2 separate regions of the Mus musculus genome follow, and region 1 is linked to region 2. The links are chromatin contacts, called in public promoter capture Hi-C maps. All regions are on one chromosome and are shown on one strand. Each heading gives the region's core, a stretch centred on a gene start, on an enhancer-like site or on the middle of the called end of the contact. The rest is flanking DNA. Distances are from core to core; before and after follow the strand shown. Region 1 has its middle 28 kb from the start of Gm39322. Region 2 holds the start of Trim29 (tripartite motif-containing 29).

Region 1 (3,428 bases), core at 176-2,675, 550 kb before region 2:
TAAGTGTCTGGGGATGGGAGAGATGCTTCGGCGTTGGTTGTATGAGTTAACCCAGCTCTAAGGTGCAAAAACCATGGATGTAGGCACGCTTTCCCTTTCACGAAGTGTGTCTAATATTAGCCGTGTTTCTAATAATACTGAAGACCCAGTGACTGAGAACACTGGATACACAGTGGCTTACTCTGCGCTAGGTGCTGTGCTAGGGGTTTGATGCATCTCATTTAACGCGCTCGCTCGAAGCCTCATAAACTGATTACCCCCGCGAGCTCATGCAAATTTGCTGAATTCCTCACAGCAAGAACAATGGGCTTCTGTCTTATCTTTCAATCAATGCCATCATCCCTGTTTCTGTGGCTCCCTCCCTCATTTAGGATCTTGTCTTTCTGTTGTCTTTGCTGATGCTGTGCCCTGCTCAGGGAAGTCAGTCAGTCCCTAGGGTCTTGAGGGCCTCAGGGAAGGTAACTACTTTCACTTCTGGGTCACAAGTACATTCCCACAAGGCTTCATCTCTGTATTCCCTCAAAATAGTTTGTTTCTTTGTTTGTCTGGGCAGAGGAAAGGTACACATATACCATGTAGTGATCAGAACACAACCTGGGGGACGGATTCTTTCTGTGCACTGTGAGTTGTGGGGACTGAACCCAGGTCATCTGCAGACTTGACACCCCAGGCCACCTGTAGGCTTGATGTCAAGCCACCTTACCAACTGAACCACTGGCTTTCATCTCTGGGCTTTTTTTGAGACAAGTTTCTTCCTCCAGGTTGGCCTTGAAGTCAATACGTGGCTGAAGATGTCCTTGAACTCTTATCTTTCCGCCTCTACCTCCCAAGTACGAGAATTACAGGCATGGTAATAAGTCACCATGCCTGGAGACTGAATCCTAAGATTTGTGCTTGCAAGGCAAACACGCTACTGTTGAACTACATACCCAGCCCACATCTTTACACTTTACATATAAAATGTCACGATAGTCACGTGTGTGTGTGTGTGTGTGTGTGTGTGTATGTGTGTGTGTATGTGTGTGTGTGTGTGTTTCTTTTTATGTTTGTATCCAGAACAGTTTTCTGTAGGATCTAGCAAACGATTGGGACTGACAACTGTGACTGTCTGGCAGAGTGGCTGAGTGAGAAAAAGCTTGCCTTGGAGCTGAGCTGGGTGATGCTCTGCTGTCTGAGAAGGACACCTTCTTAGGAAGCTTGGGGAGCCCTTCAGAAGGAGTTATTGGGCCAGTTCAGTTCTCCACTTCACTTTTAATTAATTAAGACTAATCAATCAATTAATTAATTAGACACAGTTTCACTCAGTAGCCCTGCTTGGCCTGGAATTCACTATGTAGACCAGGCTGACCTTGAACTCTAGGAGACCCTTCTGCCTCATTGTGTCCACTGTGGGGGAGGGGAGATTGTAGCTACACCTCTCCTGGCTACGCCCTGCCCTATTACTATTAACTTGGAGATCACAGGTGGGTCTGTGGAGTCCAAGGCAGATAGCCTCTGCTTTTCTCTCCAGCTCCCAGGATCTTACAGCAGGGACAGACACCAGAGAGCCATCAGAAAGCTTGCGTGTTATGCCCTAAGCTCACACAACAGCCATCTTGGTTCCTGGCCGATGACCAGTATGGAGGAAATAGAGTGACCCAATCAGACAGATGAGATCGAGGCCTAAGGTCAATACTATTTTAATGTTAGCTGGTGTGGTGACATGCACCTCTAGGACCAGCACTTAGGAGGTAGAGGCAAGACAAGGTCAAGGTTTAGGCCAACTTGGTCTATGTAGCAAGACCTTTTCTCAAACAAACAAGCCAATTTGTTGCATACATCTATTCTTTTTGTTATTCTGGGAATTGAGCTAAAGCTGGATATGTTACGCAAGTGCCTACCGTTGAATTACACTTGAAACAGTATGTGTGATATTACTATTTTATTGTTACATGTTTATTACATGTTTATCTTGAATATGTGTGTGCATGCACACAGATGTGGAAGCCGGAGGGAAACCCAAAGGAAGCACTTCTCTCTTTCCTCCATGGAGGTCTCAGGGTTCGAACCCAGCCTGTCAGGCCTGGCTGCAGGTGTTTCTCTCCTCTGAGCCATCATCTTGCTGGCTCTTTTTTTTTTTTTTTTTTTTTAAGGCAGGCTTACTATATCACCCAGTCTCAAACGCCTATATTCATACTTGTAATCCCAGAATTTAGGAGGCTGAAGGAAGAAGGGCAATAAGAGCTCTGGGCCAGGAGTTCGAGGCCAGCCTATGCTGAACAAGGGCCTAGATCAATGCCTTGCCTGAGAGAGGGCTGTCCAGGTACCGTGTAGGATCTGGCCTCTGTAAGCCTTCTTGTCGTTTGAGACAGGGTTTCACTCTGTAGTCCTGGCTGCTCTGGAAATTGCCCCATAGACTAGGCTGACCTCGAACTTACAGAGACCCACTAGCTTCGGTCTATTGGAAAATGTTGACAATATGGTCTGATTTGGGACATTCATTTTGATTTTCTAAAACTATTGCATTAAAATATTTACTCGGGGAGCCGTGGAAGGAGAGAACCTGGCTTTTCCAAGTTGTCCTCTGATCTCCCACATGAATACATGGCCCCTATCCCACCCCCGACTCCAGGTCTGCCCCCTCATTCTCTCTATATAAACTCAATATCTACTCTCCCCACTCCTGCCTGCTGATTCACACATGCCCAAGGTAAATACATTCTGTGCATAAAGGCAGGATTATCCGTGGGGCTCAGTCTTTCTGTTGGGATGCAGGCTGTGTCTGGCTTCCTACATCCTGGAGGAAACATTTATATCTGGTAAGTACCCAATAAATACGTGTTGACTAAGCCTGTCTCCCTTGGTCTGACTGAGAGCTCTAATCCCGAGGGAGTCTTTTCTTCTTTCCCCAGCTGCAGCCTGGGGCGTGGGAGTGAGGAAGCAGGGTAAGGTCTTCAGTCGGTTCTCTCATTCCTGAATTACTTGGTGATGAAGCAAGCCCTGCTGGAGGAGCTCTGGTAACACGTTCAAAGCCAGCAACAGTAGCACAAGCCTGTCATTACAGCACTAGGGAAGCAAAGACAGGAGGATAGAATTTGGGGCCAGCCTGGGCTAGAGGACACCCTGACACAAACAAATAAACAGATCTACTAACTTCCTAGTGTTTTGGTAACAAGTCACTGGGAACTTTCCTTATTCCCCCCCTAACTCCCCCCATTGGCTGGATTTTCAAAACGAAAGTGACAGAAGTCTTCTCGGAGAGACTAGAGAACATGGCCTGACATTCTCTGAAGAAGCCGCGTCTACGTTACAGACTCTGGACGCTAACTTGGGCATCATGATTATGGAGCGATGGAACGTTTATCAATGTTTATTAAGTTATCTTAATAGCCATTTACTATCAGCCTCGGGATCTGACCAAGCCTGCCTGAACGAGACTTTGAGATAAC
Region 2 (3,264 bases), core at 518-3,017:
ACCAGTGGCCACAGCTGGGCCTTACCCAGAATACCTTCCCCAGGTGCAGCACACCCACAAGTCTCCACTTGCCTTGCCTCTGCTCCTCCCCGTGGAAGTACCGCCTAATTGCACACAGGGAATTCACACAAACACACTTACGTAGCCCATACATAAATAGGGGCAGACACCCACATTCGCAGACACCCGTGTGCGTATAAAACACACATTTACATCCACCCACCCACACATGCTCTCGATCCAATGTTGTCCACCCACAGGCACAGACCTGTCTGCTGGAGCCACACAAACAAAGGGCACAGGGCCCAGCTGAGAGCAGAGGAGGGGATGGGGGTGGGTGGGGTGGGGTGGGGTGACTTCCAGATTAGGGCAGAGCCAGCAGCTGCAGGACTGCAAGTGCAAACCTGGAATCAGAAAAAAAGGGTACTCAGGAGCCCTCAAGTCCCCTCTTAGAGTCTTCCTGCCTTAGTATCACCTGTGAGGACAGGGGGAGGGGAGGGAGAGAGGGAGGGAGAGACAGAGAGAGACAGACAGACAGACAGAGGGAGAGACAGACAGAGGGACAGACAACAGATCAGCCAAGCAGAGAGTTCTGAATCCTTCCGTTCTACACTCCAGCCCGACTTAGGATTCATCTGGTGTGCTTTGCCTAGCGTCTAATCTTCTGTTGGCTCGAACGGGATGTCCCTCTTAAGATCGTTGGAAGTTAGAGTGACCTCTGACCCCCAGGGTGAAGATGAAGAGGAGGAAGAAATGTTTCCTAAAAGCAGAGCACCGTGAAGCCATAAGTCCCCAGTGAGGATCCAAGTGGGAGGGTTAAGGGAAGGCAGCGAGGGGCCTAGCAAGTCACCTCCTTCTCTGCCTTGGCCTCCTCCACCGTCACGGTGCTGTGGTTCTTGTGCTCCTGGAACATGCAGAGATAACAGATGCAGGTCTGGTCGGTCTGACAGAAGAGCTCCATAGTCTTGCCGTGCAAGGGACATTTTCGGGCCTCGAAGTCTCGGATGGGCTCGAGCAGCTGGTGGTCCCGGAAGGCAGCGCCCTCCAGGTGGGGCTTCAGATGCAGCTCACAGAAGGAAGCCTGGCACACCAGGCAGGACTTGACGGCCTTCTGCTTGTTGCCGATGCAGGAGTCGCACAGCACCTCCTCGGAGCCCGACTTTGCCCGCGCCAGGAGGCTGGAGTCAGCCCTGGGGTAGCTATTCCTGCGGACTTCCCCGGGCTCCACGATGGTCACCGTGGGTTTGCGGGGCTCGGAGAAAATGGACTTTCGCAGCTCCCCCTTCTCAGCAAAGGTCACAGGAGGTTTCTTGGAAGCCCCCAACTGGAGCCCCGCATAAGGGGACCTCCTGCCTTCCGCAGAGTCCATACTGAAGTAACTGGAGCCTTTGTCGTCGACAGACTCCACAAACTGGATGATAGGCCTGCGCCACTCATTGCTGGAAAATAGGCCACTCTTCCCCTCCCCTGACTTCAGGGCACTGCCCAGGGTCTTGCCCTCTGTCACCTCCCCACTGTGCCCGTTGGTTGTCTTGGTGTCCTTACTGTCTGCTTTAGTGCCATTCTCTAGGCTGCCGCTGGGACCCGGTGGGCTGCGGGTGTCCCTGGCTTCCGGGCTGGCCCCATTGCTCCTGCAGGCATCGGCACCTTCCATGGTAGGTCACTTGCTAGCCTGTGTCTGCTGGTTGGGGTCTCGTGGCAGGTGGCTTCAGCGGATGTCTCGGGGCACGAAGTGGGGCTGGCAGCCAGAGCCCAGGGACACACCTGTGGGGAGAAGGTGGGGCAGGAGGAGGAGCCATAGGAGGAGCAACCTGACAAAACGGGCCGAGAGAGACAGGCGGGGCAGAGTGGTTAATTACCTGGGCCACGCCTGCACATCCATCCCCAGCCCGGGATTTTAAAGAAGTGTTTTTTATGTCCCAGTTTTATTACTTCCCACCACTGACAACCTGTTAGGCTGCTTCATCAGATGCACTTCTGGCAGGAAGGCAGAGCCTCTGTCCACACAGGTGGGCAGGCTTTGAGGAGGTCATTGCCCCTGGGGGCAGAAGGTGAGGTGTCCGCAGAGGTTCACGGGACAGAAGGCTTCTTAATTGGGTCACACAAGCCAAATCGCCTTGTAATTTGCGGGTTGGACATCAAAAGCAAGTCTCCACCCTAGGACAGCATATTCTGAGGGAAGCTGTGGCCCAGGTCTTGTATGCACAACTGATTCTAACCAATTTGCGACTGATGTCTTGGGTATTTTACGTGTCTGAGCTTATTTAAGCCTCTCTACAATCCTCAGTCTGGCTCTCTCTCTCTCTCTCTCTCTCTCTCTCTCTCTCTCTCTCTCTCTGGTTCTCTCTCTCTCTCTCTGGTTCTCTCTCTCTCTCTCTGGCTCTCTCTCTCTCTCTCTCTCTCGCTCACTCTCTGGCTCTCTCTCTGCCTCTGTCTCTCTCTCTCTGTCTCTGTCTCTTTCTCTCTCTGTCCCCCTCGTGTGTGTGTGTGTGTGTGTGTGTGTGTGTGTGTGTGTGTGTGTGTGTGTACTCATGCCTCTGTATGTGTCTGTCTGTCCAACATCTTGCTCAATTGCACATTCCTTTTTTTGAGGCAGAAGATCTTCCTGAAGCTGGAGCTGGCCATTGGATCTGCTTGTCTCTTTCCTATCAGTGGTACTACAGACACAGGATACCACATCTAGTGTTTACATGGTGCTAGAGAGTGAATCAGGTCTTCATGCTTGCCCGGTGAACATTTCACCCACTGTGATATCTTGGAGGTCATTCCATAGGGCCCGGCCAAGAAGAGAAGGTGTGCAGGTTTTTCTGAGTCATACAAAAAAAACCTACTGTAGAGAAAGGAAAGAATCAATGTCTGGTCTCTGGGGAACACCCCCACCCCCAACCTGGCTGCCTTTGCCACCTGAGTCCCCAGCTGTGCCTTCTGACAGAGATAAAACTTAGGCACTAAGAGGACACTGACTTCAGCCCGTTACAGGCCTGGGATTATAGTCTGGGCCTTTTGAGGTTGTGAAGTTCCTTCTTCTATCCCTGGTTCTTAGAGCCACCTAAATATCTCACTAGAACATAGCTGCTGGAGGTTTTCCTATGCTCATGGCCCTAAGAAGGTGCACATGCAGGTCTTGGGTATCCCCTTAGAACAGACCAGAGCCTGCTTGGGGCCTGTGGGGCAGAGACACAGTGGCAGCGAGGGGGTGAGGGGTGGGGGTGGGGGTCCCTGGAGACCAGACATTTGACTTCCCTTTCTCGACAGGTTTTCTGG

Evidence for each region. Promoter capture Hi-C pulls out the DNA fragments that hold promoters and counts their contacts.
Region 1: a contact with region 2 is called in a promoter capture Hi-C map of embryonic stem cells, with 5 times the contacts expected there. The contact joins the enhancer-like site here to the promoter of Trim29 in region 2. A contact is called at or near these places in 13 of 39 promoter capture datasets (the 3T3-L1 cell line, 3T3-L1-derived adipocytes, embryonic stem cells and 6 more), 6 of 115 datasets of contacts at active chromatin or transcription factors (embryonic basal ganglia, embryonic forebrain, embryonic hindbrain and 2 more) and 2 of 9 other capture datasets (adipose tissue and liver).

The regions. Positions count from the first base shown.
Region 1 is chr9:43,858,433-43,861,860 of GRCm38.p6, reverse strand. No RefSeq gene overlaps it. Among named protein-coding and RNA genes, the nearest start is that of Gm39322, 28 kb to the left of the region's middle. Within about 2 kb of position 1,425, at least 6 of the 459 cell types and tissues checked have an H3K27ac peak or open chromatin away from gene starts, as enhancers often do. A contact at or near this core is called in embryonic stem cells, where this site is marked.
Region 2 is chr9:43,309,266-43,312,529 of GRCm38.p6, reverse strand. Trim29 (tripartite motif-containing 29) reads right to left here and starts at 1,767. Exons shown (of 9, transcript NM_023655.2): 1 at 851-1,767. The coding sequence starts at 1,654.